7 separate regions of the Mus musculus genome follow, and all the other regions are linked to region 3. Evidence: chromatin contacts called from public HiChIP or PLAC-seq and Micro-C data. All regions are on one chromosome and are shown on one strand. Each heading gives the region's core, a stretch centred on a gene start, on an enhancer-like site or on the middle of the called end of the contact. The rest is flanking DNA. Distances are from core to core; before and after follow the strand shown. Region 1 overlaps Nfatc3 (nuclear factor of activated T cells, cytoplasmic, calcineurin dependent 3). Region 2 holds the start of Ddx28 (DEAD box helicase 28). Region 3 holds the start of Ctcf (CCCTC-binding factor). Region 4 holds the start of Cbfb (core binding factor beta). Region 5 holds the start of Slc12a4 (solute carrier family 12, member 4). Region 6 holds the start of Dpep2 (dipeptidase 2). Region 7 holds the start of Esrp2 (epithelial splicing regulatory protein 2).

Evidence for each region. A called contact is a pair of places that touch in the nucleus more often than the background predicts. HiChIP or PLAC-seq counts read pairs in DNA pulled down with a chosen protein or histone mark.
Region 1: a contact with region 3 is called in an H3K27ac HiChIP or PLAC-seq map of embryonic stem cells, with 2.4 times the contacts expected there. The contact joins the enhancer-like site here to the promoter of Ctcf in region 3. A contact is called at or near these places in 10 of 115 datasets of contacts at active chromatin or transcription factors (bone marrow-derived macrophages, double positive thymocytes, embryonic stem cells and 5 more) and 1 of 9 other capture datasets (adipose tissue).
Region 2: an H3K27ac HiChIP or PLAC-seq map of embryonic stem cells shows a contact between it and region 3, with 10 read pairs. The contact joins the promoter of Ddx28 here to the promoter of Ctcf in region 3. A contact is called at or near these places in 21 of 39 promoter capture datasets (the 3T3-L1 cell line, 3T3-L1-derived adipocytes, the C10 cell line and 15 more), 1 of 15 datasets of contacts at CTCF or cohesin (embryonic stem cells), 14 of 484 Hi-C or Micro-C datasets (the G1E-ER4 cell line, brown adipocytes, cortical neurons and 8 more), 26 of 115 datasets of contacts at active chromatin or transcription factors (the 230-238 cell line, the SCID.adh cell line, astrocytes and 17 more) and 4 of 9 other capture datasets (adipose tissue, embryonic stem cells, liver and 1 more).
Region 4: a Micro-C map of embryonic stem cells shows a contact between it and region 3, with 3 times the contacts expected there. The contact joins the promoter of Cbfb here to the promoter of Ctcf in region 3. A contact is called at or near these places in 1 of 39 promoter capture datasets (the C10 cell line), 1 of 484 Hi-C or Micro-C datasets (embryonic stem cells) and 1 of 115 datasets of contacts at active chromatin or transcription factors (memory CD8 T cells).
Region 5: an H3K27ac HiChIP or PLAC-seq map of extraembryonic endoderm stem cells shows a contact between it and region 3. The contact joins the promoter of Slc12a4 here to the promoter of Ctcf in region 3. A contact is called at or near these places in 17 of 39 promoter capture datasets (the 3T3-L1 cell line, 3T3-L1-derived adipocytes, the C10 cell line and 11 more), 2 of 15 datasets of contacts at CTCF or cohesin (the NIH/3T3 cell line and embryonic stem cells), 3 of 484 Hi-C or Micro-C datasets (B cells, embryonic stem cells and muscle stem cells), 21 of 115 datasets of contacts at active chromatin or transcription factors (the SCID.adh cell line, bone marrow-derived macrophages, craniofacial prominence and 12 more) and 4 of 9 other capture datasets (adipose tissue, liver, macrophages and 1 more).
Region 6: a contact with region 3 is called in an H3K27ac HiChIP or PLAC-seq map of microglia, with 5 times the contacts expected there. The contact joins the promoter of Dpep2 here to the promoter of Ctcf in region 3. A contact is called at or near these places in 11 of 39 promoter capture datasets (the C10 cell line, the HPC-7 cell line, cranial neural crest and 7 more), 17 of 115 datasets of contacts at active chromatin or transcription factors (the SCID.adh cell line, astrocytes, bone marrow-derived macrophages and 10 more) and 2 of 9 other capture datasets (adipose tissue and liver).
Region 7: an H3K27ac HiChIP or PLAC-seq map of extraembryonic endoderm stem cells shows a contact between it and region 3. The contact joins the promoter of Esrp2 here to the promoter of Ctcf in region 3. A contact is called at or near these places in 9 of 39 promoter capture datasets (3T3-L1-derived adipocytes, cranial neural crest, fetal liver and 6 more), 2 of 484 Hi-C or Micro-C datasets (both in embryonic stem cells), 9 of 115 datasets of contacts at active chromatin or transcription factors (bone marrow-derived macrophages, double positive thymocytes, embryonic stem cells and 5 more) and 1 of 9 other capture datasets (adipose tissue).

Annotation. Positions count from the first base shown.
Region 1 is chr8:106,108,949-106,112,438 of GRCm38.p6, reverse strand. Nfatc3 (nuclear factor of activated T cells, cytoplasmic, calcineurin dependent 3) reads right to left here. Exons shown (of 10, transcript NM_010901.3): 9 at 3,310-3,490. Among named protein-coding and RNA genes, the nearest start is that of 1810019D21Rik, 25 kb to the left of the region's middle. Within about 2 kb of position 1,293, at least 29 of the 459 cell types and tissues checked have an H3K27ac peak or open chromatin away from gene starts, as enhancers often do. A contact at or near this core is called in double positive thymocytes and embryonic stem cells, where this site is marked.
Region 2 is chr8:106,009,323-106,012,821 of GRCm38.p6, reverse strand. Ddx28 (DEAD box helicase 28) reads left to right here and starts at 1,336. Exons shown (of 1, transcript NM_028038.3): 1 at 1,336-3,206. The coding sequence starts at 1,398. The coding sequence ends at 3,020. Dus2 (dihydrouridine synthase 2) reads right to left here and starts at 1,344. Exons shown (of 16, transcript NM_025518.4): 1 at 1,244-1,344.
Region 3 is chr8:105,635,231-105,638,386 of GRCm38.p6, reverse strand. Ctcf (CCCTC-binding factor) reads right to left here and starts at 1,849. Exons shown (of 12, transcript NM_181322.3): 1 at 1,667-1,849. Gm5914 (predicted gene 5914) reads left to right here and starts at 913. Exons shown (of 2, transcript NR_151742.1): 1 at 913-1,107.
Region 4 is chr8:105,169,261-105,172,385 of GRCm38.p6, reverse strand. It overlaps Cbfb (core binding factor beta), which reads right to left and starts at 1,712. Exons shown (of 6, transcript NM_001161458.1): 1 at 1,333-1,712; 2 at 994-1,080. The coding sequence starts at 1,410.
Region 5 is chr8:105,964,614-105,967,882 of GRCm38.p6, reverse strand. It overlaps Slc12a4 (solute carrier family 12, member 4), which reads left to right and starts at 1,768. Exons shown (of 24, transcript NM_009195.3): 1 at 1,768-1,958. The coding sequence starts at 1,844.
Region 6 is chr8:105,990,145-105,993,290 of GRCm38.p6, reverse strand. It overlaps Dpep2 (dipeptidase 2), which reads left to right and starts at 1,518. Exons shown (of 11, transcript NM_001301204.1): 1 at 1,518-1,643; 2 at 2,381-2,695. The coding sequence starts at 2,427.
Region 7 is chr8:106,135,642-106,138,934 of GRCm38.p6, reverse strand. It overlaps Esrp2 (epithelial splicing regulatory protein 2), which reads left to right and starts at 1,961. Exons shown (of 15, transcript NM_176838.2): 1 at 1,961-2,365; 2 at 2,450-2,578. The coding sequence starts at 2,168. It overlaps 1810019D21Rik (RIKEN cDNA 1810019D21 gene), which reads right to left. Exons shown (of 4, transcript NR_040346.1): 2 at 1,585-1,768; 3 at 1,391-1,466; 4 at 212-1,107.

The DNA.
Region 1 (3,490 bases), core at 44-2,543, 470 kb before region 3:
TGCTCTGGCAAAGGACCACACATCTTTAATCCCTCTGGCTGGAATACAAACATGCCCTTAGTGCACACCTTTAATTCCAAACAATGAAAGTAAGGTTAGTATGCAGAAGGAAGCAGTGGTGTTTGAAGGTGACTTCTCTAGTTGGAGGGCAGTTCTGTAAGTTCAGTCACTTAAGGCTGGTGCTCTGCACTGTGCAGTGGAGTGGAGTGGAGTGGAGTGGAGTGGAGTGGAGTGCAGTGGAGTGGAGTGGAGTGGAGTGGAGTGGAGTGGAGTGGAGTGGAGCGTGTTTTTGAGTTCAGTTCAGTTGGTGCAGACGAAGCAGTTTTACAGAGAATGAGGAGCCAGAAGATTAGATAGGTTTCTAGAGTTAAGTTTGAGGTCAAGCAGAACAATTCAGTCAGAAAGCTGGGAGAAACTAGTTTGAACCAGCTGGTCAGACATCAGAACGAGCTAGAAAGGGTGAGCTTATTCAGCAGTAAACCTCCAAGACAATAATTACTTCAGATGAGTAAAAGATACTTTTACACAATAAAATAATCTCAATTTAAAAGTTTAAAACATAACCGAGTATTTCTATATGTTATAAAAATCATGTTTTAATATATATCAATTGGTCCAAAATCTAAAGCATAATGCAGTATAACATACAGGTTTTTTTTTTCTCCCCAAGTATTTTTTTTCCCCAAGACAGGGTTTCTCTGTGCAGCCCTGACTATCCTGGAACTCACACTGTAGACCAGTCTGGCCTTAAAATCATAGAAAGACTCAAGAAAAAATTCTCTCCTGAGCAGACAAATGGGCCAGGTGTAAAAGTACACACCTTTCATCTTACCTAGTTCTTGGGATGCAAAGGCAGGTGCCTCTCTACAAGGCCAGCACTCTTTATAGAGTGAAATCCTGTCTTAAAAAAACAACAGAAGGACAGCCAGGGCTACACAGAGAAACCCTGTCTCGAAAAAAAAAAAACCCCAAAAAACAGAACAACAACAACAACAAAAGAATTTAAAAGCCAGGTGTGGTGGTGCACGCCTTTAATCCCAGCACTCAGGAGTCAGAGGCAGGCGGATTTCTAAGTTCCAGGACCGCCAGAGCTATACAGAGAAACCCTGTCTCGAAAAACCAAAAAAACAAACAAACAAACAAAAACAAAACAAAAAACAAAACAAAAAAACCCAGAAATTCACAGAAAATTCAAACAAGAAGTCAAGTTACAAATGGCTGGAAATTTGGCTCTACAGTAACACACTAGCCTAGAATATGCATCTGAAAAGAAATTCACTGGAAGAGTGAACAGCTCAGTATCTGCGGTGCCCAGAGTACTGTTGACTTCCCCCCAGTTATAGCTCGACACCAATCAACTCTCCAATGCATGGCAATGAAAAATTCAATAGCCAGTCTGTCTTCTATGATGCTTCAATCTGGGAATGTTTTGTTAGTTTTTTAGATTGTGGGTCCCCCCCACCGCCCCCACCCCCGAGACAGGGTTTCTCTGTCTAGCCCTGGCTGTCCTGGAACTCACTTTGTAGACTAGGCCGGCCTCGAACTCAGAAATCTGCCTGCCTCTGCCTCCGGAGTGCTGGGATTAAAGGTGTGCTTCACCATGCCCGGCTCTATGGATACCTTTAACAAAGAGCTCTTATCATCCACATCACACTGAGCTGCAGCTATAGTGGTACAAGAGCTAAGTCTAGAATAAACAAATCTGAATCTAGCCTGTGCTCTACTGCAATAACTATGACTAGTGTGACACTGTAGGCAGACCACCTGCTCATAAGTAGCAGAAATGTTAAGAACTGAATCAGATAACCGGAAATAGACAATAGAAAGATGCTACTTTGAATTGCTCTAGTTTACATATACATTTTATGTTTACAACACAGACCTGGGATATCTCCCTTGTGTCTTTGAAAACTATCCTCTAATGTACCATTTGTTCCCTTGCCAAAGTTACATTATGTGAGTTGCCCATTGATTCGAATTTATTAAAAACATACATTCATCTTCAAATACCACTGACTTATGGAAGCCTTGTGAAGTCATTCCTATGAATCTGTCATACATATCTCTACTAACCTTCTAGTAGTATGTGGATCTTTTATACTTTGGTTAGAGTAATTCTGACTGCCTGTAATCAGGTATTAGGTGTGAATAGCAGGCCCCAAAAACTTACAGGTTACATATTGCTTTCTTTGCCCTTTGTTCTAAGGACTTTACGTTTAAATGGTTTTTGTTTTTTGTTTTTTGTTTTTTGAGTTTTTTGAGACAGGGATTCTCTGTATAGCTCTGGCTGTCCTGGAACTCAGAAATCCACCTGCCTCTGACTCCTGAGTGCTGGGATTAAAGGCGTGCACCACCACACCCGGCACTTTTTGTTGTTTTTATTTTACATATATGAGCACTTTGCTTGTGTGTATGTCTGCGCACCACATACAGTACCTACAACCCTGTCTCAAAAAACCAAAAAAACAAAAGAAGACACTGGATCCTCTGGGAATGTAGTTACAGGCTATGAACTGTCAGGTGGGTATGTAGAGAGATTCTTTTGTGTACTGTATGGAAACATCATCTGCCAATAAAAAGCTGATTGGCCAAGAAGCTGAGGTAGGGAATAGGAGGTGAGAGTTCCCATAGGGAGAAAGGTACTCTGGGATAGAGTGAGATGTATGAAACTGAGAATTTGTAACCAGCCATGTGGCAGGCTTAGACTAGAATACATGGGTTAATCAAGTTATAAGCTAGTTGGAGAGACAACACTTCAGTCCTATGACCTGATATTTAATGACAGTTTCTCCATTATGGAATGGATCTAGTGTAGCTACAAACCTGTAACAGGAGACAAGCTAGGTCTAGGTCAGTTCCTGATCTAGATAGCTGGTTTAGAATTATTTTCCTAAGACAGATTAATATAGAATTAGAAAGAAAACTAAAAATCTATATCTAGCTCTGGAATCTTTAGGATTTTCACTAGATGATGGCTACAGATAACTATATAATGTGTTACACGTAACATATGTGGTGGTTCACTTTTATCTTTCCAGCATTAGGAGGCTGAGGGAGAAAGATCACCATACAGTTGAGGTCAGCCTGAGCTGACACTGAGCTCCAGTTCTGCAAGTCCTAGGGTTCAATCTCTAATACTATCTGGGTCTGGAGGTACATACCTGTCATCTTAACACTTGGGAGAATCAGAAATTTAAGGTCACTCTCCACTATACAGTAAGTTCAAGGCCAGCCTAACTCAAAATACATAAACACACACATTCACAAGGTAGGGTAAGTAGGGCGAGGTGGGGAGGAGCTGGGACTTACCATCATCTAAGGTGATATCCTGTAGACCAATGGTTGCAAAGTTAGGTTCTTGATCTTCAGGTTCAGGTTTAATGCTCACAGTTGCACCACCAGGCGGAAATGACGCTGGGTCACACAAACTGTGACATACTAAGGATGAAGGAACAGAAAGGCCTCCTTGGCCTGTACTTTGTGCTTGAGT
Region 2 (3,499 bases), core at 87-2,586, 370 kb before region 3:
GATGTATATACTTGTTATACTGTATTGTTAGGGAGTAACATTAAAGAAAAATGTCTATACATATTTAGTACAGACACATTTTTTTTCATGAATATTCTCACTCTACAGTGGAAAATTCCACAGAGGTCCACCTATAAATATGGAGGGCCAGCTCTAATGAATGAAATTAAACTTTTTTTTTTTTTAGATTTATTTATTTATTATATGTAAGTACACTGTAGCTGTCTTCAGACACTCCAGAAGAGGGAGTCAGATCTTGTTACAGATGGTTGTGAGCCACCATGTGGTTGCTGGGATTTGAACTCCGGACCTTCGGAAGAGCGGTCGGGTGCTCTTACCCACTGAGCCAACTCACCAGCCCATGAATGAAATTAAAACACTTTCTCCAGACGTTAGGAACCTCCCAGGTAATCAATCCACAAACATTGACCTTATCTCCCACTCCAGACACTTGATGCCCATTTTTTCAGATATGTTCAAAAAGTATGAAGTAAAAAAAAAAAATTAAACGTTTAATAACCTGAACCACTAAATTCATGTCAAGTAGTCTGCTTGACCGGTGCTATGTGAGATAAGTTTCATCACTCCAGGAGGGTAACGGGACCCTTCTTTCTACTTCTAGTCAGGCAATTCGGAATCTGCCTGAGAAGCCAGTGGCTATGAGCAGACCGCTAGAGTGATGGGTCCAGGCTGAGATGCATGGGGGGGGGGGGGGGGCGACGACAAGGAAAGGAGGGTGAAACTTGCCTGGAGAGGTAGGGTCAAAGTGTAAAAAAAAAAAACCTGAGAAACTACACCTGAAAGAACGGAGACCATCTCTCTAACTTCAAAGACGAAATAAGCTGAAGGCCACCAGCATGCACTCTGGGTTCTAAACTAAAGAACTGGGTTGAGCTTAAACCCAGACTCCCAACTTCTGTCTCAGTCCCCTGGCCTACCATTCATTCAGTCTCAGCAAACTTGCATCACCCAGGCTTTGAGTGGATTGCATATCTACGAAAACATCGTCGAACTTTGTACCTTTGGAGTTCTATGGGATGACTGAGCGAGGCAATGAAGACCACAAGTTAAGACTATCAGAAATTAAGCACTCAAATGACAGAGGCCATCCTCACTCGATTCCTTGAGCCAGGGACCCATGGCCCCCTCCTACTGCGGACTCCCATTCCTGCCTCCACCGAGTACCCTTCCCCAAAGATGACTCCAATCTGGACATCGCCATGCCGGGTGGAAACCTACAGACCTCGCAGCCACTGAACTCTTAAGGATCCTCCTCCCTCCTTCCAGCCGGTGCTGCAGCGCCACACGCCACCCTGATCCGCGCCAGCCACCGTACTCCAGACTACGGTGGCGTGCTTGACGTCATTAGCGCGCGCCTCTTCTGCATCAAGGGAAATATGGCTTTAGCCGGGCCATCGCGGCTGCTGGCGTTAGCAGTACGGTTGCTTCTGGAGCCTCGACGGAACCTAGTGGTGCGCGGTTCCGACCAGTCCTTGCCAGTGGTGCGCGTTCCGCGGGCTCTGCAGCGACGGCAGGAACAGCGACAGAGCGGCCGTGGGAGTTTGCAGCGGCCAGTGCTAGTGCGCCCCGGTCCCCTGCTGGTCTCGGCGCGGCGGCCGGAGTTGAACCAGCCCGCACGCCTCACGCTGGGCCGTTGGGAGCGAGCGCCACTGGCTTCCCGTGGCTGGAAGCATCGGCGATCGCGGCAAGACCATTTCTCCATAGAGCGAGTGCAGCAAGAGGCGCCCGCCCTGAGGAACCTCTCGTCCCGGGGCAGCTTCGTGGACCTGGGTCTGGAACCCCGAGTGCTGCTGGCGCTTCAGGAGGCTGTCCCCGAAGTTGTGCAGCCAACCTCAGTGCAGTCGAAAACCATCCCCCCACTGCTTCGAGGCCGCCACCTCCTTTGCGCTGCGGAAACTGGCAGTGGCAAGACGCTTAGCTACCTACTGCCCCTATTTCAGCGGCTCCTGAGAGGGTCAGACCTGGACTCCCGCAGTTTCACGGCTCCTCGAGGCTTGGTTCTGGTACCTTCCCGAGAACTAGCCGAACAGGTGCAGGCAGTGGCCCAGTCACTGGGTGGGTACTTGGGCCTGCAGGTGATAGAACTTGGCGGAGGCCTCGGGATGAGTAGGCTCAAACTTCAGCTGTATAGACGACCGGCAGCCGATGTGTTAGTGGCTACTCCAGGGGCGCTGTGGAAGGCTCTGAAAAGTCAACTGATCAGCTTACAGCATCTTAACTTCATAGTGCTAGATGAAGTAGACACACTGCTAGATGAAAGCTTCCTGGAACTGGTGGACTACATCTTGGAAAAGAGCCCTATAGCAGAAAGTCCAGCCGAGTTAGAAGACCCCTTTAATCCCAAAGCCCAGTTAGTGCTGGTGGGAGCCACGTTTCCAGAAGGCCTAAACCAGTTACTGAGTAAAGTCACCAGTCCAGACAGTCTGACCACCATTACCAGCTCCAAGCTGCACTGTCTCATGCCTCATGTCAGACAGACATTTATGAGACTGAAGGGAGCAGACAAGGTGACAGAACTGGTTCAGATCCTCAAACAGCAGGACAAAGCAAGTAAGACGGAACCCTCGGGAACTGTCCTGGTATTCTGCAACAGCGCCAGCACCGTGAACTGGCTTGGGTACATTCTGGATGACCACAAGATTCAACATCTAAGGCTGCAAGGGCAAATGCCGGCCTCAATGAGGGCAGGTATCTTCCAGAGTTTCCAGAAGGGCTCCCAGAACATACTTGTCTGCACAGACATCGCCTCCCGAGGCCTAGACAGTGTCCACGTGGAAGTGGTTATCAATTACGATTTCCCCCCTACCCTGCAGGATTACATCCACAGAGCAGGAAGGGTGGGTCGTGTGGGCAGCGAAGTGCCAGGGTCCGTTATCAGTTTTGTGACCCACCCCTGGGATGTGAGCCTGGTTCAGAAAATTGAACTGGCAGCTCGCCGAAGGAGAAGCCTTCCAGGACTAGCATCTTCAGTGGGGGACCCTTTGCCTCAAAAGGCCTGATTTTTGGTTGGCTTGAATCTAGTGCTAGAGCAGGAAGTTGAACACTTGTCAGTGGGCGACATTGAGTCACGCCAGCCCTTGCCTCTCTGAAAGCATGATGAATTGTTTGGAGATTTGAAAAGTAAACTACTGGACAGGATTGGAAAGTAACGTTCAGAAAATAAAGTGGATTTTGACTTTACACTATGTCATGATTTCTTTTTCTTCTCATTGTATGTGTGTGTGGAGGTCAGAGGGCAGTTTTGTGTAGTCAGGATTCTCTTTCCACCTTTCTGTGTGTTCCAGGGATCTAACTTGAGATCATCCCACTTGCTTGACAAGTGCCTTTACCCACTGTGCTATCTCAGTGGACCTCTTAGGAGTTTTAAAAAGTGATTTATCTGTGTGTTTTGAAACAAGTTGGCACTGTATATCACATAATGGACTTGGTCTCTAGTAATCTTCCTTTCTTTTTTAAAGACAGGGTCCCTTTCCTGGTA
Region 3 (3,156 bases), core at 600-3,099:
GGATTCTGAGTTCGAGGCCAGCCTGGTCTACAAAGTGAGCTCCAAGGCAGCCAGGGCTATACAGAGAAACCCTGTCTCGAAAAACCAAAAAAAAAAAAAGAAAATCCGTGTTAGAGTGGGTACGAAAAGGTTACTCCAGCAGTTTATCAAAGGAAGCTTTTAAATGCAAAAGACTTAATGCCAGGATAAATACCCTGTTTAATTTCTTTTCCTGCCTATGGATGCCTTGGAATTTTAGCTTTCTTAGTTGATCTAAACTCCAAAAAAGTATTAAGTCTCTTTGCTAATGTTTACTTAATGCTAAACTCAATACAGGAAGTCAGATACTAAAGAGTAGTTACATTAGGCACAGAAATTTATAAACCATCTGCTGCAAGTGACCCAGGATCCAATTACAACATCAACCCTCACATTTCATCCAACAGTCAAATTACCAGTCCAGTCATGAATAAGTTCATTCTACCCTATTGGCGCATTAGATCGGTTTGCACGATCTCTAGAGAGGGGCTGAACTGTCTTAGCCTAGCCCTAGAGCATCAGGTCCTAAGTGGAGTGCAAAGTTAGCGTCAGGACATTTTAAATAGGAGGCAAACTCCAGCGTCGCCTGTACCATCGCAACCAGCCCATGCTCCCGAATTTATGAGTTTATCACATCACTTGAGATGAGAGTGAAATTAAGTTTCAGTCCCTTTTGAGATTTCTGAGCGCACCAAGTCTGACTGCTATCGTTTCAAGGGGCTGAAAGAGTGCGAATACAGCTGGAGAAAAACTACTTTGGTGCAGGAATTCGTGTCTTTTTCCGCGCACCATTGGGGGCCGCACCGGTCGGGTCCCGCGCGATGCCCTGGCGTGAGTTTGGGGGCGCAGCGGGGCCCGGCGGGGGCGGCGAGCGCGCGTTCCCCCGCCCGCTCGGGCGGCGTCGAGGCGCGAGCAGCTCAGCCAGCCTTGCAGAGGGAGCTCTCGGCAGCTCAGGGGTCCCCTCTGCTCGCAGCCACAGCAGCGCCGCCTGCGACACTCGGCGGCGACGGAGACCGGCAGCGGGGACGATCGGACTACGAGAGACTAGAGAGCACCCCAGCTGCTGGAGAAGCAACGCAGGGAGATCGGGTAGGTTCCGGGACCGGCTGGACTTGAAGATGGGGAGTCTGAGGCGCGTCGGTCGGGACCCGACACCCACACGGTTCCGGGACCTGGCTAAGCGGCCGGCCGAGGGTTCAGAACCCCTAGGCGAAGCAAGCGGCGGCAACCGAGCCTCAGAGGGTCCAGACTCGGTAAGGGGTATCCGTCGCGGGAGGGGCAGAGGGCGGGCCGTGGCCCGAAGATCAGCCGGGCCAAAAGCCGGCCTCGAGGGTAGAGACAAAGGAAGGAAAATGGAGTCGCCGAGCGCGCAGGCCTCTGTCGCCACCGCCGCCAGAGGCCTACCATGTTGGGAGGAGGGAAGCTTAGCGGGCGGGCGGGCGGGCGTGGAGGGGGTTGGCCAGGCCCTGGCGGCGGCGCCGGGCAATGGCGGCGGCCGCGCCGCAGCAGGGACGGTAGAGGGAGACAAACACCCCCCGGCGGCGGCGCTGGCGCTGGCGCCGGGCTGCAGCCAGCGCCGACCGGAGCGGCCCCATCGTGACACCTAGAGGCGGCCCGCGAAACCTCCTCCACCCCGGGCCCCCTTTACCTTCGCGCCACACCCCCCGCGGCGCCCGCTCCGCCGCCGCTCCACCGCTCCGGCCACCTGGCGTCCCCGGCCGGCTCCGCGCGCCCGCACCGGCTGCTGCTGGTCGCCGCTGCCGCCAAAGAAGCAGCTCCGCGCACGGTTTAATCGCTCCACAGGCTCGGACACAAAATGGCGGCGGCGCGGTGCAGTGCGCCTGCGTCGGCGCTGCCGGGGCCGCGGGTGCTGATAAGGGAAGAGTCGGGTGGGGGGGGCCGGCCGGCGGCGACGAGGGCGGGGGAGGAAAGGTGAGGGGAGGGGTTGGCGCAGGGCAGCATGGGAGGCGGCCCCGGGCGCCAACTTTCAAAAGCCGGCGCGATGGCGTCACGGGGATGCGCCGCGAGGCGCGGCGTCACGCCGCACGCGCCCTCCCGCGCCCTCGCCGGGTCGCGCGTGGGCTCTGCCGGCGGCGCGGAGGCGGCCTGGTTCCCATTGGGGTGGGGCTTCCCTGGGCGGAGGCTGGCGGCTTCTGGGCGATCGGGTCTCCGCCTAGTTGCCCTGATTTCCTTAGCTCGCTCATTTTCCCTCCAAGCTGCGAAGGGCGGGAGGACGACGGGGAGCTGAAGTAAGCGCGCGGGGCTGGGGCCGTGGGGGTTGAGGAAGCGCCAGGGTTCTACCCTGCCCGGTCTCCTCCCACCCGGGGTTAGCTCTGCACCCTGTCCCGCCGCCGAGTCAAATGCAGTGAGTTCCCGCACTCTCTCACTTCTCCGACACTTGCCCAGTGCTCAAGATCGACTGCTAGGGGCTTCGCCCGGGGATCTTAGTAGTCTTCCTCCCAAGAAAAGGGCCTTAGAAAACCGAATGTGAAATTAAGAGAATCGGGACAGAGTCACCTCAGTCCGGAGATATAGCAGACCACACCACAGCAGTCGTGTTTAGCTGTATTTGGCACCGTGAACGTCTAAGTTTTTAAGACTGTTCTTTTTATTTCGGTTCCCAGTCGGTGGTACTTAATCCCTTCCCTTTCCCGGGAAGACCCTATTGGCAGGTGTTCTAATCATCTTCTCTCCCCGCCCCCCATAGCCTTGGAATGTGACTCGGGATTGTAGTCCCAGTTCTCTTGCTTTAGCTGTTTGGATAACAAATGCACCTGGCAGCAAGCTTCTGCCCTATTCATATACATCTGGGCTGTGTTGTGGGTATGCTGGTCCATTATCAATAGATATTGTTTATTCCCCCCAAAAGAATCGGAAAGTTAGAAGCATGTAAGATCCCACTGTTCAGATGTCAGTAACTAAGGCAAATGTGTTTAAACATCTTGAGTCCATTCACCCACTGTTGTGGAGCTTCCCTCCATGACTGGACTTAGAGGAAAGATAGAAGAGAAAGTCCAAGATTAGAAAGAGGATAATAGACAAGGAAGTAAACAGAAAGACAAGTCTAGACTGTTGGATTGTAGAATCCAAGACCAGAAGTAAGTTTGAGGCAGGAAGAGAGGTTTCTGGTTTTCAGAT
Region 4 (3,125 bases), core at 463-2,962, 470 kb after region 3:
GGCTAAGGCAATGGGTCTGTCACTTGAGCAAATATTAGGATTTCATTACACAGTGCTTCAGTTTAAAACAAAACAAAACAAAAACCACCCAACCAAAAAAAATCTCTTTCCTACAGTTCTTCTTTTCGTTGCTTCCTAACCAACACCTCTAAGGAGGATAACGAAGAGGCAAGAGAGGAACTAGATCACTTCGATATTTTTCAACCCAGGACTTGCCGAGTCCATAGCAGTCTTCAAATATAAAACAGGAACCTCTAGATGAACTATGGGATTTGTCTGTGTAGCACCAGGCAATTCTTTAGCAACTCCAATACTCAGACAGGCACATCGAGGTTAGAAAAAGGAAAATATAGATTTCTTTCGGATTCTTAACATTTTAAGAAAAGAAAATTGTTCATCCACTGGGGCCCTTTCTCTCGTCTCTCTCTTCTATTAGGACAGTCTCTCTCTTCTATTAGGACAACAGATAAGTGGAATAGATTTACTCTCGGCTGTACTGGGAGATAGCTTCTCATATAGATTTACCAATCTCGCTTCTCAGAAACAAGCCTATCGCTGATCCCCCTCCAATGATTCTTTACACGTAGGGCTGTATCCTTCCTACAAGCACCCCGATGTCTGGCGGAGGTCACAGCCTAGGCGACAACCTCCGCCAAGCTCCGGTTGGAGCTCCGCTCGGATTGCCGAGCCGGCACTAGGACACGCAAACCATCCCACGAACCGAACCATCGCGGCGGGCCAAGGAGAAGGCGGGTCCGCCCGAGGGCCGAGCCGAGCCGCCCCGCCAGCATCTGCCTCTTTCTTGCTTTTCGAATCCGGACTAAGGAAGTGAGCCTGCGCCCCCGGCTCAGTTCCGGGAGCCGCAGCGTCCGCGGCGCCGTCCGGAACACGCCCGGGGCCGCGCGCAACAAGTGACTGGCGCGCGCCTGGGTCCCCGCGGCCTCCCCGCGCGCACCGGGGGTAGGGTGGGGGGGTCCCTCCCCGGCGACTTACGATCTCCGAGCGACCGTCGCGGCAGGCGTTCTGGAAGCGTGTCTGGCGCTCCTCGTGGGGCCGGTCCCTGAAGCCCGTGTACTTAATCTGCAAGGCAGAGAGACGGCCCCGAAATCAGGAGTCAAATCCGCGGCGGCACCCGCCGGCCCGCCCGCCCGCTCCCCGCGGCTCCGATAAGGGCAAGCAGAGCCTGTGGGCGGACTGCTTGCCGGGGCGAGATTCCCCCTCGGCCGGCGCGCCGTCCCGGGGGCTTCCCGGCAACCGAGCCGCTCAAACTTTTCTCCTCCCCGGGCCCACTCGGGGCGCGCCGAGGCCTCCGCGCCTCCCCAACCGCCTCACCTCGCACTCGCGGCTCAGCTTCCTGAAGAACTCCTCGTTCTCGAACTTGCTCCTCTGGTCCGGGACGACGCGCGGCATCTTCCCGCCCTCAGGCCGCGCCGGCCGGCCGCGCTCCCCAGGCTCGCGCGGGCACCCGCTGGCGGGCTCCGGTGCTGACCGCCTTGACCGCCCACCCGCGGCACCCGGACTCCCGCTTCTCTTTGTTTCAGGAGCCCGCCCGCGTGGCCTCCCGCTCCAGGGAGGCTGAGGTGCGGCCGTGTGCTTGGAGCCCAACCCACGCTACCGCCGCCCGCCTCAGCCGTTGCCGGCCGTCCTCCCTCCCGCCCGCCCGCGCAGACACAGCTTCCAGCCTCCCCCGGCTGCGGCCGCCACTTCCTCTCGCCGCCCTCCTCGCTCTCCCGCCCCGCGCCGGCCCCACCCCTCCTCCTCCTCCTTCTCCTCCTCGCGCGCCCGCCCGCCTCAAACTCTAGCAAACAAGACGCACCATTCACAACTCCACGACCCGCGCCGCGCATGCGCCACCCACCCGCTTGCGGGGCCGCTGGGTTGCAGTGAAACCCTGCTCCTTCCTCAGCACTTCCCCTTGCCTGTCCGCGGGCTTCTCTGCGAACAACCCGCCCAGAAGGGATCCGCCCCTCTCTTAGCAACTAGAAGCGGACCCGCAGACCTTTTTTTTTTTTTTTTTGGCCCTTTGTGAGCGATCTGGAACTTCTTGGCTCCCCAGCCAGCCACGCAGAGTCACCCCCAGAAGGGCCACTTGAATTCAAGGAAACCTAAATCTTAGAGGACTTTGCATACAGGGAGGGATGTGGACTGTGCACTGAAAGGTGGAAGTAAGCATCTAACCAAATCATGGTGTAAAAAGGTGGTGGCTATTGAAACGGGGTTGGCCTTAGGATTCCGTGTAGCTCTGCCTGCAGACAAGGTTTAGACAAGTACCAGACCAGTAAGTCTCAGATTAGTAATTTCTAAAATGCACACTCATAAGTTCATGGCGTTAGTAGGAGAGTGTTTATGTAGATCTAGCACATCATTTAAAGGAAAACTATCTTAATTATATGTAACCGGTTGCCAGTCCATATTTTTACCCAAATGTGCAATCAAACAAGAAAAAAAAAAAAAAATCCAAGATCTGCAAGTTCTAGAGAACTTACCAGAGCAGAAGAAAACCAGACTCGGGGTTTGCAGCAGAGCTTGAGCTAAAGCTGACCCTCAATAAACTCTGATCCTTAAAAATCGCAGTTTGTTAAAAGTTCAGTTCAAGGATGGCAGGTAAGTGCCAACTCTTGGCAGCAGCTGGCCAGATGCTAAGGATTGTGAAAAGATACTCATAAGTCACTGGAATCAGTTCTGAGGTCAGTTGTTAATGCCTGCTTGAATACAGATTTTGGCAGAATTTCACTGCTAGTCCAGCCCAATCTCATTTATTAGATAGGGACCTAAACGTGGGTAAGGAACTGTCCTAGTTTGCCATAGACAGCTCTCATTTTTAGCAATGACCTCCCCCCGCCCCCCAAGCCTTCTGAAGCTGCTCAGTCCCTAACAAACTAGGAGGGTTAATCATCTTAACTGAAGTCTGGAGAGTTGATTACCCAAAATTAAAGGTTTGTTGGTGGGAGTGGTGTGTGTGTGTGTGTGTGTGTGTGTGTGTGTGTGTGTGTGTTTTGAGTAAAACATACTGCCATGATAAAACACCATGTCCAAGGCACGTTATAAGAAGAGTTTGTGTGAGCTTACCACTCCAGAGGGTTAGAATCCCTGAACGGTGGAGCATGGTGACAGAGGCAGGAAAC
Region 5 (3,269 bases), core at 519-3,018, 330 kb before region 3:
AAGAAGAAGAAGAAGAAGAAGAAGAAGAAGAAGAAGAAGAAGAAGAAGAAGAAGAAGAAGAAGAAGGGAAGGGAAGGAAGGAAGGAAGGAAGGAAGAAAGAAAGAAAGAAAGAAAGAAAGAAAGAAAGAAAGAAAGAAAATAACTTAAAAAAAAGAAAGAAAAGAAAGAGAAGAAAAGATGGGGCCTCTGTGTGTGTGTGTGTGTGTGTGTGTCCAAAGATCTTCAAGTGTTGTTCCTCAGTAGACACCCACCTGTTTTTTTGTTTGTTTGCTTCTTTGGTTTTGATTTTTGGACTGACTGGGGTAATGCTATTAGTTATACCTTGTATCTTTTTTTGGAATATTTATTACTCATAGCTTGTATTATATTTCTTCTTGCTCAGTTTATTTTTCAATTTTAAAGGTAAATTTAAATGTGTGTGTGTGTGTGTGTGTGTGTGTGAACCCTGGTACAGTCTGAGGGAGCTGGAGGGCATCAGATCCCCTGGAGCTAGAGACATATGCAGTCATAAGCTACCTGATGTGGGTGCTGGGGACTGAACTTGGGTCTGGGGCAAGAACAACAAAAGCTTGTAACCAGTGAGCCTTCTATACAGAGAGTGCAGGATAGGAGATGCAGAGCCGAGAGCACGCGCGCACAGCTGGAAAGCAGTTAAAGGTGCCAGAAAGAGAGGGAGGCCGATTGCAGCCCGGAAGAGCTGACTGGGAAGGGTTAGTTGTTGAGCTGCTTCAGGGAGGTCCTAGCCGAGCGGCCCACCCAGGCAGTTGGGGCTGGCGGGTGGCAGCAGAGGGCGCGGATTCTAGAGTCAGCCCAAATTCTAAAGGCTACACCAGAAAGGGAGAAAGAATGGAGATAGAGCAGAAAGATGAGCCCTGGAGCTTTCTGATAGGAAGGAAGCGGGGTGGGGTGGGGGAAGAGGCCAAAAGAACAACTCAGAAAGATAAAAATTCTCAAGTCAAGGCGACTAGGTAAGTTATCTGAGTGTGAAAGAAGTTAGCACCAAGAAAGGAAAGGACTCGGGTGCAGGAACCTCCAGGAGGTGAGGTTATGAAGGAGCAAGTTCAAATGAGATAACTGGGCTATCCCAAAGTGTCGATGAGGGATGGGCCGGTGTAACCTCTAGCGAGGAGGGAGCGGACTCCTCTAGGAAGGGCATACGATCTTCAACCACCTGCTAAGGGAGAGGCTGCAGCGAGCAGAACTGAGGGAGAGACCGTAGGCTACCAAAGTCCTGGAGAAGCGTTAGAGAGAAATGATGGTAATGGAAGAGTATGTATGTGAGGGTGATGAAAGACTTGAGGAGGTTTGGGGTGGTCACTGTGACATTGACCAGGTCCTGCTAGCTTTCCCGCTATGGAAGAGTATGTATGTGAGGGTGATGAAAGACTTGAGGAGGTTTGGGGTGGTCACTGTGACATTGACCAGGTCCTGCTAGCTTTCCCGCTAAATAACAAAAAGTGACTGAGAGCTAATTAGATTCAGGGAACAGAGCCAGTGCACCCTGCGCCCCGTCTCACCATCATAATACCCCTAAAAGTTAAAATACTTTCCCTCACTTTATTAAGTATCGCATTTGGGGCTCAGAGAGGGCAACCCCTTACCCAAAGACACACAGGAACCCTACCCTCCAGCAGCTAGAGTACTTCGTTCCCGGGGTCCTCTCATCCCCCCTCGGGGAGGAGCCGACCCGAGCCCCTCCTGCTCCCCGCCCCCGAGGGGCGGCCCGGGGGGCGGGTGGAGGAAGTGAGCGCAGCGGGGTGGAATGCGAGCGGGCGGGGCGGGCCAGCCTGGGGCGGCGGGGACTGCCGGCTGGAGGCCGGGACCGCGGGCCAAGCGCGCGCGATGCCTCACTTCACCGTGGTGCCGGTGGACGGGCCGCGACGCGGCGACTATGACAACCTCGAGGGGCTCAGTTGGGTGGACTACGGCGAGCGCGCCGAGCGGGAAGACTCGGACGGTGAGGGTGCGCCCGGCGGGGGCTGTGGCCGGGACGGGGGGCATCTACACGGGACTCGCGCCTTCGGACCGCGCGCGCAGACGTCCATGCAGGACTCCACTTTTCTTGCTCCTTGCGCGCTCAGACCGATGAGTCTTTTTGGTCCGGGACTCCCGGGCTAGGTCGTCCTCCACCCACTCCCAGCTCCTCCCCCGAGGGCCGCGGGCGGGGGCTGCAGACGTGGCCGCCTTGGGAGGCCGGGTAACGGGCTGCCTTGCTTAGGCTGGCGCCGAACGCGCCACGGGTCTGGGTCCAATGGAAGCCTGGATTGTAGCTTCCTCACTTTCTGTGAATCGCCCCCATCCTCTTGAGTGTCACCCTCTCTTCCTCTATGACTCACCGCCCCTCTCTTGTCCTTTCCCTACCCCTGCCTCCTTGCACACTGGCCCGGTAGGAGCAAAGGGTGTGCTCGCTGAAGAGCCTGTGTTGGCCTTGGTCTACGTAGATCTGTGCGTATCATGGACACCTAGGGAGCAGTCACACGGGGCCAGGCTTGTCTAGGCACTGTACATGAAGCAACTCGCTTTAATCCTCCCAACCTCCCCCATGGGACAGGTTCTGTTACTCGCACTTAGGAAGGAGTGAAGGGCGGTGGGGAAGAGTTATGTAACTTGTTCCAGTGGGATTCAAACCCGGATATGAGAATGTAGTGCCTTAACCTAGGTATCAGGGCTGGTTATAGAGGTAAACCCTTTCTCCCTTCCAGTGCCCCATCTCTCCATCTTCCACCCACGGAGGCTCCTCACACTTGGAATGGGAACGGTCCTGGTTATATGTGTCTGTCTGTATAGCTGTCCAGGCATGTGTAAATGCACGTGTGTCGCTGAGTATCACAGGGTCAGGTCAGGACGTCCTTATGGCTACTGTTTCCAGGAAGGCTGCCAGTGATGAGCCTGGTGCTATGATAACAAATGCCTGTGATGTCTGAGGCTGACCGTGATAGAAAGGTGTAGGAAATGTGTGTTGTGTCTGGTGATGGTATCGGAGGCTATCTGATAGGTCTGTGATGGTGACATGCTTGAGGGGTAGTCTGTGCTTCATGTGAACGGTGACTGAATGACCTGCCTGCCATGTGGACATACAGGCCAGGGGCATGGACTGCAGATGTCACGGAGATTTGTCAGGTTTCACAGCTGTGTGTAAGTAACCCTAGATCCCACATCCCCTGCTGCCCCTTGCCTGGTCCAAGGTGTCGGAACCATATCCCTCCTTCCCTGGGACTGGAAGGATGTCTGTCCCTAGATGATGTACTGAACTGCATCCTGGAGATTA
Region 6 (3,146 bases), core at 269-2,768, 360 kb before region 3:
TCTGGGCTTGCTGGCCAGTCAGGGTCGCTGAAGTGATGAGCTTCAGGTTCAGTGAAACCCTGCCTCAAAAAAGATAGGGAACAATGAAGAAGATACTTTTAAGTCATCACCTCTCTCTCTCCCTTCCTCTCTTCAAGATTTTATTCTATTTATGTGTATAGATATTTTGTCTGGGAATCAAACCCGGGTGCTCTGGAGGAGCAGCCAGTGTCTTCAGCACTAAGCTCTCTCTCTCTCTCTCTCCAAGCCGTATTCTTTATACCCTTCAACTTCCTGGGGCTTATTAAGAACAGAACAAGCGGGGTGCTCGGCCCGCACCTCACTCTCTTATTCCTTTGTCCTCTTACCTCTCCTCTCACTTTTCTCTTTCTCTTTCTCTTCTTTCCTCTCTTCTCTCTCTCTTTCTCTCTCTCTCTTTTCTTCCTTTCTACCTTCTCTCTTTCTCCTGCATTTCTATAATAAAGCTCTAAAACCAAAAAAAAAAAAAAAAAAAAAAAAAAAAAAAAAAAAAACAAAACAAGTGTGATATTTACCCTCAAACCCACAATGGTGACAGGGAGACCGGAAAACCTGAGAGTTTCTCTTCCCCTTTGTCAACTTGGCCCGCACGAAAGTGGCAGTGGGGGAGGGGAGGGAAAGGAGCCAGGTCTGAAGCCAGCAAAGAACACCTTGGTGTGAAGCACAGCCCCAAAGGAATACGCGGTCTAGAGTGGGCCTACCAATGAAACCTACTTACTAGCTATAGCAGGCAAGGACTTACTTACTAGCTATAGCAGGCAAGGACTTACTTACTAGCTATAGCAGGCAAGGACTTGGCTACTTTTAGCATAGCACTACTACAGGCAGCGCACACTAATGTACAGTCCCGAAAACACAAATACATCGTCCTGGGTAGTCCAAATTTTCTGCCTCCTTATCGAAGAGTTTGCTCATTTCCTTCTTAAATTCAAAATATATTTATTCATTTGAGACAGGGCTCGCTCTGTAACTCTATCTGGCCTACTCATTATGTAGACCAGGCTAGCCTTGAACTCACAGAGATACACTTGCTTATGTCTTTCAAGTTCTGGGACAAATGTTATCATGTCCAGACTCCATTTCCTTTTTGAAAGAGGGTTTCTTGACATCTCCAAGTCCCCATGCCTCCTGAGGAAGGTTGCAAAAACTGGATCCTCTCCAGTGGGGGCCAGGGGTCAGAACAGAAAAGGTTTTTTTAATGGAGTATAAGCATAGACCCTGAAACTGCCTTAAGGGATGGGACTTCTACAAAAACATACATGGCCAGTGTGTGTGTGTGTGTGTGTGTGTGTGTGTGTGTTTGTGTGTAGTATGGGGGGGGGGAAATGTGTACATGTATGGTATGTGTTTGTGTGTGTGTTATATGTGTGGTGTCTGTGTTATATGTGTGTGTGTGGTGTCTGTGTTCTGTGTGTGCATGCATGAAGCCAGGGCTGATCCTGGAGAAAGCAGAGAGGGTAAGGGCTCAGGCTGGAAACAGGGTGGGGCTTGTAAGGACAGGAACTAAGTCCTTGAGGTTTCTGGGAGAGCTCTGGCCTCAAGAGCCTCAGACACCAGGCGTGGAGCCGCTGGACACAAGTAGCAGGTCTGAGGGCTTATCCATCTGCCCTGGCTTCCACACTGAGGTAGGAGGTCAGCCTGCAGCCCCAGGAGGAAGGTGCTGGGATGGGGGGCTCTGCTGCCCTGGAAGGTATTCCATGTCCTTCCATCTCTCTAGCTGACAGACTTTTGTTCCTGTGCTACTAAGTATTTCCCTGAAGCACTCAGGTGCTTACTCTCTTCTTACCTCACATGATCAATAGGAGAGTCCTGGGTGGGCACAGCATCTGCTGAGGAGGGAGACCAGTCCTCACCTTGAATAGGGCTGGGGCATGCAGGTGTGTGTTCCTAATAGTTCCCAGTTGCTGGCTGGAGTCTTCAGAGGATGGTAGATAAGGTGGAGAGGTCAGTGTGTCTCGGTACTTGTGTCCCTTGAAGAAGTCAGGGAAGGCTGCAGGTAGTCAGGGACAAGATGTGGTCTGCAAAGAGCTAGAGGCCCTTTCACTGTGAAAGAAACACCACGGGTCTACTTTCTTGGAGAACAGTCCCTAGTCGCAGCTAGGAATCACCTGGGTTGGTCCCTTGGGAACAGTAAACAGGGGGGACATTGGACAAAAGAAACCTAGACAGAAGCAGGCCACGGAAGTGCACTTCAAGACGGGGATAGTAGGTCTGTAGCTCCCCCTGGCGGATGTCATGCACCTCTTTCCCGTACAGCGGCTGTTTGGAATCTGGTGACCTCAAACCTCTTCTCACCAGACCTGGTCTGTGCGTGGCTTAAATTGAGGCTCAGGATTATATCACTGCCTTCTGTCCTTCTCAGGCTTTCGCGACCCTCATCCGTGCCGGCTTGCTCCGCCCTGAGCAAGATGTCGCTCACGGGCCTCAAGGGTCATTGGGTGCTTGGCCATGGGCTTTCAGTGTTCCTGTTGGTGCTGCTGCTGTTAGGGCCTTCACAGCCTCTAATATGGACCCAGACAAAACCAGGCTTCTCTGGTGCTTCCACTACATCAAGCATCCCCAGAGCACTCACCAAGCCCGACATTTCCAGCATTCCAACCACTCCTGGCAACCCCAATTTCCCAGACCTGCGAGATCGCGCAAGAGCTCTGATGCAGGAGTTCCCGCTTATAGATGGGTGTGTAAGGATGGCTTGGGGGCGGCCAGAATGAAACGGGGTTGAACATACACCTGGGGTGCAGAGGGTTCGGAGCCTGCTGTACTAATAAAGGTCCTCTCCTACTACCCACCCCTAGATGCTGTCTCCTATCAGCAGTGGGTGACCTCTTTCTATCACTTCTCTAGTGAGGAGTCCCAGCCCAGCCCAGGTTTTGGGGGATCTCAGTATGGTCTAGGTAACGATGGTAAGGATGGGAGAAGCTGTCAGAAATACGTTCTGCTAGACTTGGAAACCAAAGGGGCACAGTGTGTGTGTGTGTCCAGATTATTACAGAGCTCATTAGAAGTAGCCTAGACTGGGCTGGTGAGATGGCTCAGTGGGTAAGAGCACCTGACTGCTCTTCCGAAGGTCTGAAGTTCAAATCCCAGCAACCACATGGTGGCTCACACCCATCCGTAATGAAAAAGTA
Region 7 (3,293 bases), core at 712-3,211, 500 kb before region 3:
ATCAGACTTGCAAGGTCATCCTCTATCGAGTACATGGTATAGAAACAAAACGGGGATGTAAGAGGGCTTGCTTGAGTTCTGTGCCCAGGACCCACTTGTGGAAGGAGAGGACCAAGTCCCACAAGCTGTTCTCGGACCTCCACCCTGGCACTGTGCCTTGTGCGTGCCTACACAAAAACAAATAAAGGTGATAAAGCAAAATACCAAAGACTTTGAAGTTCTGGAATTGTTTTAATATGGGGAATGCCTGGTTGAGAGAACCAGAGTCGAATGAATGGAGCCGCTCAATTCTGTTGACTCTTCAGATTCGTTACCTTGCAGAAACCTGGGAACAGCCGCTTCTTTCCAGGGGGTTCGGAACAGCCAGGGATTCCACAGTCAGCAAGATCTCCCGAGAATCGGGAGGCGAGGTCTACAGGTTGAAAGGGGAGCCTTGCTCGGAGGTTGTGGGTAGAAACCGATACCAGTAGCTCTGGGATAACTGGGTAGGGAAGCCAAGACTCTGCCTCACTGAACCTGAGCCTGTAGCGAAGACCTTGTGAAGTTTAAATAGTCAGGACGATGGGTTGCAGGGGTGTCGAGAAGGAACTAGTTGGAAGGGAGTGTCCTTACCGGAAAGCCTGGACTGACGCAGGCGCGCTCCGGAATGGGAGGGAGGAGGGGAGGGGCTTTACCTCAAGGTTTCACTGGGTTCCTAGAACAAATATTTGACATTCCAGGCTTATCGTGGTAGCGGGGCTGAGTAGGCAGGCTCCGGGTGGGCCGCCTGGTGAAGGGTCTCAGGGTGTGCGCTGCGGCCACTTCTCACTATATTGGGTCGCTGTGTTCCTGCGCTATTGTGTGGACAAACCCAGAAGGCGCACTATACATTCTAGGTCCTCTGGCTCCGCACGACCTTCCTTGGGCATGAGTTAGGGATGCACCCGGGCTCTGGGTTGCCTTTTATCCAAGACCGATAGGAAGCAGCCCGCTTTTCCAAACACACAAGGTTCTTCTTCAGCCGGTGGCATCCTGTATTCTAAGTCCCACGCCAGTACCTTTTTACTCTCGCCAGAGTACTAATTACAGTCGAGTAGGTGGGAAACTATCCTGAGCCCACAGGGCGGCCTGGAAACAACAGTAAGGGAGTTTCACCAAACTGCATGGGATGAATGGGACTCTTCTGAACTGGGTTGGGGGATGCAGACTCAACTCTACACATCTCAACTCTAGCCGCTCTCTGCTGGAGTGCTTTCAATAGCCAGATAACACTTCTATCATCATCCAAGAGAGACAAAAACAAGCAGGCAAACCCCAAGTGGGGTTGGTAGGCTGAACTTCCAGATCTCTACCAGCAGACACGGCTTCATTTAGGATACAGCTCTCTAAAGTTTAAGCACGATTTTCCTACCTTGGCACCAAGGCCTGAGCCTTCAGGTCCACAGTAACGTGCGCCTTGCACTGCCGGCACTACGCCGACCCGACACCTGTATGGGCACGTCCTTCTCTGTGATCTCTAGTGACCGCCCACAGTTCTAAGAACCCTTGATCTTTACCTCCCTCCCTTTCCCCAACGGATCTCTCTCACCGACTTCCAGTGGATACCTGGTAGCGCTCACTGTCGGCTTTTGACCCTTTGTAACTTCCATTAACCTCAAGCCAGACGTCGCGACCTTTTATAGTCCCTAGATTGCCTCCTGTTGAATTCCATGGGTCTTGCGTGACCCTTGCAGAATGGAAAGAGGCCTCTGATCCTGCACATTCTTTTGCGGAGGACTCAGAGTGCCTGCTAGAGAGGAAGTAGGAGAAAGAATGGATTCGTCCCAGGAGTCTCGCCGGACTGCAGCAAGAGGTGGGACTCCAGCCGGCGAGCGCACGCCTCAGCAGAAGTGAGCTCTTGCCTCCTGGGCAGGGTTTTGGCCCTCCCGCGGGGTTCCCTGGGCCGTCCTGATCACGTGGCCTCTCCGGGCCGCAGGTAACTCGCCGGAGTAGGCAGGGATAGGCAGCCGCACCGCCCAGCCCCAAAGGGCACCGCGGGCGGGTCTCTGCAGCTCCCACTACACCCGGCCGCAGGTGCCGCCCCCAACACACCGGATCCCGCCCAAGCTCGTCTGTCTGCTGTCGGTCGGTACGTGTGTGCGCCTCGTCGGTCCGCGTGTGTGGCCGAGCGCCCCCTTCCTCTGCGGCCATGACTCCGCCGCCGCCGCCGCCCCCACCCCCGGGCCCAGATCCCGCAGTAGACTCGGCCACAGACCCTTGTCCCGAACCTCAGTCGCTGGTGGTTTTGTTCGGGGCCACTGCCGGTGCGCTGGGGCCGGACCTAGGCTCGGACGAGACCGACTTAATCCTCCTAGTTTGGCAAGTGGTGGAGCCGCGCAGCCGACAGGTAGGGTGGGAAAGAGGGGACCTCGGGACGCTTCAGAGCCTGTTGAGGCACAGCGGCTCATGGGGTTACCCTCGGTGCTTTTAGGTGGGGACGCTGCACAAGTCGCTAGTTCGCGCCGAGGCGGCTGCCCTGAGTCCACAATGCCGCGAGGCGAGTGGACTCAGCGCAGACAGCCTAGCGCGGGCGGAGTCCCTGGACAAAGTGCTGCAACAGGTGAGCGTGGGGGCCCGCGTGGGTGGTGGAACTGCGGAGTGGCAGGGACACTACTTCGAGGGGGAGGGGAGGAGGGGAGACCTGGAGCGACGCGACCCAGTGGCACGGCCAGTAGGACAAGGTCTTGTTTGAAACTTTTGAGCGACTACCGCGTGGAAGCGTGCTAGGCCATTCCCAGAGCCACCTTACCTTCCAACCTTTACAGACATCCACTCCTGCCGAGGAAGTTGACAATAGCGGCTAAGGGATCCATCCCCCCGAGGCCCCTTCCTCTCCCTCCCACTCCCCCCGCTAGCAGAGGACACGTCAGAAATAGGGTCGAGGTGGGCTCAGGTTTAGCGGTAGATCACTTGGTCTCTGCCGCCTGCTCTCCTGGGAACCGCTGAAGCGAGGGCGTCGGGCGGTGTCTGCCTCGGGGGCAGACGCCTCTAGGTGAGGCCGGCTGGTTTAGGCCTGCCTGTCCCAGCTGACTGGCCAGGCGTGGGTGAGTGGGTGCTGTCCGAACATTATCTAGGGGCTACCTGCCCAATGAGCGCAAAGGCCTAGGCGCATGCCCCCTCCCATACCCACCCCGCACCCTGGCCAAGTGGGAGTGAGTTTTCCCTGTTTGCATTGCTCACTCACCCCATGACTGAGTTGTAATGAGTGTTAAGTCCTTTCCTCTTCTGACTCTCGTTCTTAATGAGAAGACCTACAGATGCCAGGTTACAGAAGG